Linked DNA regions of Mus musculus: region 1 is linked to region 2. The links are chromatin contacts, called in public Hi-C maps. All regions are on one chromosome and are shown on one strand. The core of a region is the stretch at or near the end of the contact, and the rest is flanking DNA. Distances in the headings are between cores, read along the strand shown. Region 1 holds the start of C3ar1 (complement component 3a receptor 1). Region 2 has its middle 38 kb from the start of Nanog.

Evidence for each region. A called contact is a pair of places that touch in the nucleus more often than the background predicts.
Region 1: a Hi-C map of embryonic stem cells shows a contact between it and region 2, with 2.7 times the contacts expected there. The contact joins the promoter of C3ar1 here to the enhancer-like site in region 2. A contact is called at or near these places in 1 of 15 datasets of contacts at CTCF or cohesin (embryonic stem cells), 12 of 484 Hi-C or Micro-C datasets (Sertoli cells, cerebral cortex, cortical neurons and 6 more), 4 of 115 datasets of contacts at active chromatin or transcription factors (embryonic stem cells and pancreatic cancer cells) and 4 of 9 other capture datasets (adipose tissue, embryonic stem cells, liver and 1 more).

What each region holds. Positions count from the first base shown.
Region 1 is chr6:122,854,383-122,859,046 of GRCm38.p6, forward strand. C3ar1 (complement component 3a receptor 1) reads right to left here and starts at 1,775. Exons shown (of 2, transcript NM_009779.2): 1 at 1,602-1,775.
Region 2 is chr6:122,667,577-122,672,149 of GRCm38.p6, forward strand. No RefSeq gene overlaps it. Among named protein-coding and RNA genes, the nearest start is that of Nanog, 38 kb to the right of the region's middle. Within about 2 kb of position 2,490, at least 65 of the 459 cell types and tissues checked have an H3K27ac peak or open chromatin away from gene starts, as enhancers often do. A contact at or near this core is called in adipose tissue, cerebral cortex, cortical neurons and 1 more, where this site is marked.

The DNA.
Region 1 (4,664 bases), core at 525-3,024, 190 kb after region 2:
TCCTCCATTTTTATTTATTTGATTTGATTTGATTTTTTGGTTTGCTTGTTTTTAAATGGAAGCTGGGACATTTGGAAGCGATTCTGCTGAACTTGACAAAAGTTTGTGACAAGTCTTATGCGGTAAGCAGAAGTTAGGATAACAACAGAATAAGAAGAAAAGGAGAAACGATACCCACTCTGGTCTCTGTCTTTTTCAAGTCCTACCATTCCCTTATGTGAACGGCAAGAACTCGGATCTAGTGTCCCATTCCAACCTCAATGCGTACCATCCTAAGATGCTGAGAGCAAAGCCCACCCAGAGACTGCTAGGAACAGAGCAACCCACAGACATCCCTCGCTGTGCAGCTTTTGATGCTGAGATTCTGGAGATGACGTGGCTTTCACGTGACCGCAGCCGGGGAGAGCCCCAGCTACTCACCTAATAACGCCTAGGTTACTGTTCTTTTTTACTGCAGGGATCACATGACTGAGAAACTGTGGTCTCGATAATAAAGTGGACATAGCGATTTAAAATAACAGAAGTTGAAAGGAAAACATTCCAATGTAAGAGCAACTGAGTTCCGTGCTGTGAGGAATAGTTTAAATATCACAAATGATCTTCCTTGAAAGCTCACACCCTAAAAGTCATCCAGGACAAGACCACATTACATTTCCCCAAGTTCTGAGCAACCCCCCCCCAAAACCAAACCAAACAAAAACCCTCTATGTTTAAGTTTTTTATAAAGATTTCAGGATTGAGTTGGCCAGAGTAATTAAAAAAAAACCTGAAACTAAAATGTATTTATGATGAGTAAAAATTAGATTTAAATATCAAATAATAATTATGGAATGATAGAACCAGCTATTTTGATAAGGAATAGCTCAAAGAACGGGAGAGTTACAGAGAGCAACAGAAGAAGAATCCACATATGGGCATATATATATGTGTGTGTGTGTGTGTGTGTGTGTGTGTATATATACATAAAAATAAATGTGTGTACATGTGATCAATGATTACAGAAGCAAAACTAAGGGAAGAAAACATGATCTATAATCTAGGGGAATAAATAACATAAATTCATTATTATTTTCAGAATGAAAATATTAAAAGCCAAGATAAATAGAATGTATAGTATTTACATAAAAATAAAAGTAGACATGGAGATAAGACAGGAGAAATAAAAATTTGGGAAAGTTGGGAGGCAGAGACAGGCGGATTTCTGAGTTCAAGGCCAGCCTGGTCTACAAAGTGAGTTCCAGGATAGTCAGGGCTACACAGAGAAACCCTGTCTCGAAAAACAAAAACAAAACAAAACAAAACAAAACAAAACAAAACAAAACAAAACAAAACAAAACAAAAGTTAGGGAAAGAACCAGATATGATTGTGTACAACTTTAATCGCAGGAGAAGGAGATATAGCTCTGTGAGTTTAAGGCTAGCCCAGTCTATGTAGTGAGTTCCCAACCATCCAAGGCTCTATGTAAGACTCTCAAAAAAAAAAAAAAAAAGTTTTAGGGAAAAGAATAGAAGGAAACAGAAGATAAGGAACTTGAAGCCATTGTACATAATCAGCAGGCTAAACCAAGCATGAACTATAAGGCTCATCTATGTTTTCTTACCAAGCACACTGAGATGGAATCCAAAGGCTCCAGGACTGATGATCTGCGAGCCACCAACAAATCCTGTCTGGTCCAGCCAAAATGAAGTAGTGAAGTGCATTGGACGAGTTGCTGAGCACTGACTTTTCCCTGGGTAAAGGGAACTCAGGATCATGACTGCTATCTGACTGCACAGGAAGGGCCTTTCCATGAGTCACCTCTTAAACTTAGCCGGCGTAGATAAGAAAAGCAGAAGGACAGAGGAGGGCGGGTGGAGGAGGCCGATCAGGACACAGATATTTCCTGCAGGAACCTGTCACCTTAGCTACGAGATGCTGAGATGCAGGCAGGCAGAAATTTGAGGCTTGTCTGTGCTACAGAGTGAGGTTTTATTTTTTTCCCTTTAAATTTGCTTTATTTTATCTTTATATCAGTATGTGTGTGCCATATATGGTTGCTCACAGAGGCCAAGAAAGGATGCTAGATTTCTTGGAACTGGAACCTAATGTGGGTGCTGGGATCTGTTTTTAACCTCCGAGCCATCTCTCCAGTCCCATAGAATGGGGTATTTAAAAGATCTATTGATTTTCTTTTATGTGTAGGAGTTCTTCCCCCCCCCCCCATTTGTGTGTACATATATTTGTGCCTGCTACCTATGGAGGCCAGAAAAGGGCATGGGGGGGGGGGTCCCTGGAATTGAAGTTATAGATTTGCCAGTCACTCATTTGGTGCTGGGAACTCAACTATTAAGCCATTTTTCCAGCCTCTACAGAGTGATTTTAAGACCAACTTGAGAAAGTTAGCAAGACCTTATCTCAAGACAAAAAAGTAATAAAAGATCTAGGGATATAGATTGTGGGTGAGCACTTGTCTGCTATGTCCTAGGTCTTGTGGTTAATCCCCAGGTCAGGAAAAAACTGTGTGTGTGTGTGTGTGACGACGGGAGATGGCTATGATCAAGTTAGGTTGAATGCATATGTACTTGTTAAAGAACAAATAACACATTTAAGAACAACAACAAAAAGATGGCTGAGTTGGGAGGTGTAGCATAAATTTTTTGCAACCTACTTTTAATTATAAGGTTCATTCTCTTCTCTAACCTACCACCCAGCAGAGAGAGTGGAAGAAAAGTTATTAGAATATGGTGGAAGTGGGCCTGTTCAGCAATAGTTCTTTGGGGGGGGGTGGGCGCAATCCCCGTCTTCTTTCTCAGCAGTTCAGTCCCATAGCAAACACCAAATACAACTCAGCAGTTGTAGACCAGTCCTATAGGCAGGCAGATGCCACACATGAGCTAGCAGCTTCAATCCAGTCCTCTCCACCAGCAGACACCGGGCATGAATGCCAACTGGTCTGAGGCAAGGCTGCTAAAGTGGCAAGCAGCTGCAGGAACCGAAGTCCTTGGGTGAGTTTCTCTCAATGGCTGCATTACCACGAGTTGAGCTCAACCACGCTATATAAGGTGAATGAAGAATGGGGAGACAGAGCAAACCAAACCAAGGCTCAGTGCTCATGCCCCACTGTCTGTGGAGTCATATTTACATTCTTTCCTCAAGTGTCCTTTCACGTGTCTGCTATATCAAAACTTCCTTTCACCGTCGTCTGCTTCAGGAAAACATTTTCTCACATGTTTAGTTTAGCAAGACATCCTTTCACCTGTGCACCCCAGCAAAACATCATTTGACAGAACTAACTTTCCAAAGAAACTAGAGATTTCCGCTTAAGGGGGTTTTGAGGAGGAATGCTGTAAAAATACATTTAATTAATCTCAAATGGTATTGCTCTATGTTTGATACATGGATAAACTGTGCTATGCCAAAATGAGAATAAGTTAACTGTGTTCTAATTTCTGACGATACACACAAACACACACCCTGCAACACAAACATACTTTGTATATAAATAGAAATAAAATGGAACACAATGGATATAGATGTGTTCACTTATGGGAATCTAGGAAGAAAGTTCGAAGGAAGTAGTTCCAGAGAAGTGAGCCATAAACAAGCCCCTAAGTGATTACAAGGCTTGAGGCTCTGGATGGAGCAAGCTGTGCTCAGGGCTAGGGTGGGAGATAGTGTGACCCAGGAGATAGGCTCCTGACCCTAGCCTGCAGCCCTGGGGCTGCATTTCATCAGGTGAAGGAGAGGCCCTACAGGCATTCCTAAAGTAAAGAATTCTCTCAGGTCAACCAGGCAGGTCACCCACATCTGTAAGACCGGCACTGGGATGCTGAGGCAGGAGGATCACCGGTTCCAAGCAGCCGGAGCTACAAAATGAGATACTTATTCAAGCAAACAAAGAAACAGATAGACTTGTCCTTTCGTTCGCTTACACACACATACATACATGCATGCATACATACATACATACATACATACATATATACAAATAAAGCTTATTTTTTGTCTGTGGCAGAGGCTCCACTTCACACTGATCAACTCAGAAAGTTCAGAAAGTTCAAAGTTGTTTAACTTCGCCTGGTTTCTTTTAATCAAATAATGTGGAATGTCTGAGAGACAGGAAATCTTTAAAAAGAGAGAGCAAGAGTTGAATAGTACCCACTAAGTTATTTTTATTGTTATTTTTACTTACTTAAAATAGTATGGACATATAGATAAATGCAGATAATATTAAACTATAAAGAGTAAATATATAAGAATAAAAAATGTTTTAAATTTTCTATTCTCCTTCTAGAATAACCATTTTTAATAGGTTAGTGTCAATCTTCTTGATTTTTTTCTAAATACAGCAAATATGCTTTTTCTTAAAAGTAGTTTTTTAACAAAATGCAACATAATTGATGTGTGATTTTTATGGCTTGACTGTCCGCTGATCATATCAGAATTTATTCCTGTGTCCCTATACAGTTTCATTATTTATGTATGTGTGTGTTTTCCCCTCCAATATTTGGAAACATTGAATAATGAAGGTATTGAGAAGGCATATAAAAATAGGATTACATTGTGTGTAATAAACATTCATACATGTTTATATATATTCACATAAAATATCTATTGTAGAGGCAATTCATTACCATGGTGAAATATTAAATTAGAAGGATTAAACTAAACACTAAAGTTTCTG
Region 2 (4,573 bases), core at 1,240-3,739:
AGCACCTAAAAACATGCTTGCCCTTCACCCGCAGCCCATAGGTGCCGGAAGAGAAAAAGGCAGCTGCCGGTGTGCAACCTTTGCCAGCATCACACGGAAGTGGCTCCCAAACAAAGAACAAGCAAGTCCGCTGAGCCCACAACTGTGGGTGCCCCTGAAGAAGACCATCACGCCCACCTCCGCTGCCCGTAATTGCTTCCACAGGAGTTCAAGTGTTTGCTTATGCACGTGTCAGGATGCCTGTTGAACTCCTGGAAGCACTCAGGACCTCTTGGAGTACAGCAGAACTAGGTACTTGGTAGAAGAGGATGAGGGGGATGCCTATGGCAGCCTATGGTTGCCTATAGCAACAGCGGTTCCAGCTGGAGCTAGATGGATGCTAACAGAGCTGGCTAGCCTCCTGCCTCTTTCCTTCACCACACTACCCAAACAAAAGCCAGGACAAGAAGAGATATCTGTGGCCTTCCACTGCAGCAGAACACATTCCAAGTCCCTAGTGCCTGTCAGTATTAAGGTGAGGCCTCAACCTCAGTCTGCTACCAAGATGAGCAGCAGAGGCTAAACTGCTTTCTCTGCTTAGGATCATTCAAGGAGGCTGACATAGCTGAAGAAAACACAACTTTATGCTGTGGGCCACTCCATACTCAGTCTCCAACCATCAGCTACATCCACTGCTTTGGTTTCTACCCTGGAAACAGGACTCTGGTGAACTTTGGGAGCTCATACAAGACTATTAGGTCAAAGGTTTAAACCAATAGAAGGTCTTTATTAACCTCAGGCTACTACACTGGGTGTCCAAGACCCCACTGTATCCCCAAGTCTCTCTCAGGATGCGCTTTTAAGCTCTAAACCATGTTCTGGGTTGACATACTTCAGTTAGCCAAAAGCAGAACTACAGAAGCCAAAAGAAACAGAGTTAATAAATTTAGAGACATTCCCAGAACTATAGACTTTGATGGTGAGGTCTTTGTTTTAGTTTTGGTGGGTGGTACTGTCAACATGCTGAGTCTTATGGCCTGAATGGCACTTCCTTCATGGCGTCAGTTGTGCTAAGGTCTGGAGGCCTGTTACACATAGCCTCACTGCGTTACCAGTTCACCGTCTCTGCTTTGTGCTTGCAGTTGAAGATGTGAGCTCTCAGCTTCCTGCCCAGGCCGCCATACCTGCAGCTTGCTGCCGTGCTCCCTTGACACAATGGGTTCTGTGCCTCTGGTTCTACCATTCTGTTCATAGGTAGCTTTTGGTCGTGGTATTTTATCAGGACAACAAGAAAGCAGCAAATAGAGTAGGTTTAAGGCAGGAGGTGAGAGCTGATGGGGGGGGGGCGGGGGCGGGGGGGGTCTGGGTCAAAGTAGGAATGGATCAGGGTAGATGTGTAAGAACTGGGGAAACAGGGTTTGCTCTGGCCCAGGGGTTCAGGTGAGTGGGACCCCAGTCTGGAGAATGGGTGCCACTCGCATACTCCCATTGCCATGATACTCTGCCTCAGCTCAGGTCCAGTGTAATGGTTCAGCCAGCCCTGCATCTGAAACCATAAGCCAAGTAACTCCTCTTTCCAATCATTTTTCTTGAGCACTTGTCACCGGGACAAGCTGGCTCATTGACTCGGATTTTACATTGTTGAAATCTTTTCAGTTGTGTGTGGGGTAGGCCATGTGTGCCTTGGTGCACATGTGCAGGTCAGAACAACTTGGGTGAGAGTCTGCTTCCTTTTTCTGCTCTGTATGGGTTGTAGGGATAGAATTCAAGTTTCGCATTTGAATTCTATGGTTTAGCACTTAAACATCAAAACCTTTCCCAGAACGTCACACTTCAATGCCATTGAGGAAGGTGTCTGTAACGCTGTGTGTGTGTTGTTAGTTAAACACATCATAAGATGAAGGAAAGCTGGGAGTGTCCTTAACACAGCAGCGAGCAGCAAAAGCTACTTTCTCCTCAAGCCTGGAGGAGTCTGGTCCGACAGTCCACCAACAGGGGGCGTTATTTCCCAGCCCTCGTGAAGCGTTGAACTGTCCTGGTGAGAAGGGTGATGTGCAGTTCCTTGTCTCAGCAGCAGATGGAGCCATAGGGACGAGAACAAGTTCCTAGGTGAAGGAAGGAGTGGGGGGAGACGAAGCGGAAGAAGCTGAAGTGCATCTTGGTCGGTCAAATTTTTCTTATTGATGAAAAAGATGATTAAAGGACACTGTGAATTTGAGACTATTCTGAACTACGTAGCAAGTTCCAGGACAGCCAGTGTTACAAATCAAGACCCGATTTTGGAAGAAGATGGGGGCTGGGGAAGGCGCCATGTTCCCCCCCCCACCCCCCACCCCCAGCTCCCATCTCATCTGTTGCTACATTTACTAGACTGCCAAGAATTTTCTCTCTCAGAAATTAAAAAAATAGTAAAGAAATAAAGAAAAAAGCCAGGCATGATGGTTCACTCTCATAATCCCATAATTCCATTACGTAAGAGAATCTCTCTACCAACCTGAGCTACAGAATGACTCCCGCTAACCCCCCTCCCCGCCCGCAAGCCCGAGCTAGTGTGAAACCCTGCCACAGGGGGGTGGGGGTGGGGCATACATATGCAATTTAAAAACAAACATACAAACAAACAAAAAACAGCTTTCCGGTTTTTTGCCACGCGCAACCTCACATTTATTTATCTCTTCTAACCCTAGTACCAGAGAAGCCGTTTCGGTGGTCAATCAGGATAAAGGAACATTGTGGGAATCAGAGTGACAAACAGGCCTAGCTGAGAAAGTACCATTCAACCCTAGGATCAGTGGCTGGCAGCCAGGCCAGTTTCCCTGGGCACATTCTGCCTTTGTTGATAGAGGCGAGGGGCTTCTGTGTGGCCTGTGAGGGTAAAGCTGACGGAGGGAGCACCGGAAACCTCCTACAACCTGAGCTAAGCACTACAACCTGAGCTAAGCACGGTGGGCTGGAGCGTGGTTCGGGGCACTCAAAGTTGCTCCTGCAGGGGACACGGCAGCTCACAACCTCTGTAACTCAGTCCCAGAGGATCCAGCGTCCTCTTCCAGCCTCAGCCATCACTAGGCATGCACAGGGTGCTCACACATAACATGCTGACAAAGCACCATTACACATAAAATAACAAAACATACTTAGAAAGTCATTTTAAAGAAACCGTTTTAAAGGTGTTTGTTTGTTTGTTTTTGTTTTGACGCAAGGCCTCACTCACTTTATAGCCCAAACTGAACTGCCTTGAACTCCAAATGTAACCCAGGATAGCCCCTCTGTCTGTCTCTATTCCCTAAGACACAATTTTTTGAGAGTCTACAATAAATATTGAAACTGCATGACTTAAGTGTTCCGAGAGTTTAATATTTTTCTATCTTTTGATGGACTAGGTTGATCTTAGTTCTTTGCTATAGTGAATAAAGTTCAATAAACAGGCGTACAAATATCTCTATGGCAGGGCACCGAGTTCTCTGGATATATGCCCGGGAAGGAAATAATTGGATCATGTGTAGTTCTATTTTTATTTTTTTGAGAAGTCTCCAAATCAATTTCCCAATATCTGTATTCATATTTATTTATCTATTTATTTATTTATTTATTTGAGACACAGTCTCTCTACAGTTCTGACTGTAGACCAGGCTGATCTCACAGATATCCACCTGCCTTTGCCTCCCAAATGCTGAGATTAAAGGCATGTACCACCACCCCCGCTTAGCTCTTTCTTTTTGCATGTCTCCAATGGGTTTTTGTTTTTTGTTGTTTTTTTTTTTTTTGTCAGATTTGTTGATGAGAGCCATTCTGAGGGGGGGTGAGGAGGTATCTTAAAATACTTTTAATCTGACTATCGATATTGAAGACTTTTTTTTTTTAAATAGTTTCATTCCCTTGGTATTTAATTTCTGCAATCCTTCATACATTTTGGCTATCAGCCCCTTGTCTGAAGTGCCGCTGGTAGATTTCGTCCCATTCTGTGGGCTGCCTGTTAATTCTGCTGATGGCTTCCTTTGCTATACAGAAACGTACATGTCCATGTAGTCCCATGTTGACACTGTCTGTTTGTAAGGCTGGAGCAGAACTTGCTTTGATCTGCCTTTGCCTGTAACGCCTGAGGTACCAGGGGTGTATGACTACACAGGCTCGGGCCTTTCTAATTGGGGCATTAACCCCAGTTGTGAGAATGGAGCCCACATGACTTCAACCCCTCCTAAGGACACTCGCGACACCGTCGCCTCCAAGGGGGAGGGTTTCATCAGATGAGTTTTGAGAACGATCAGATATTCCAACCATGACAAGTGTCATGGAGGCTGAACAAGAAAACCTGAAATCTTAGTATTTGTGAGGATGAAGCAGGATGAACCCAAGTTCAAATCTAGCCTAGGCAACTTAGTTGAAAGCCTGTTTAAAAAAAAAAAAAAGCAAAGAGGTGGGGAGTGCTGGTGTACCATTTAACCCCAGCACTTAGGAGGCAGAGGCAAGTGTTTCTCTGTGAGTTCAAGACCAGCTTGAACTACATAGAGAGTTCAGGTTTTGTTTTTTTTTAAAAGATTTATTTATTATATGTAAGTACACTGTAGCTATTTCAGACACCCCAGAAGAGGGCATC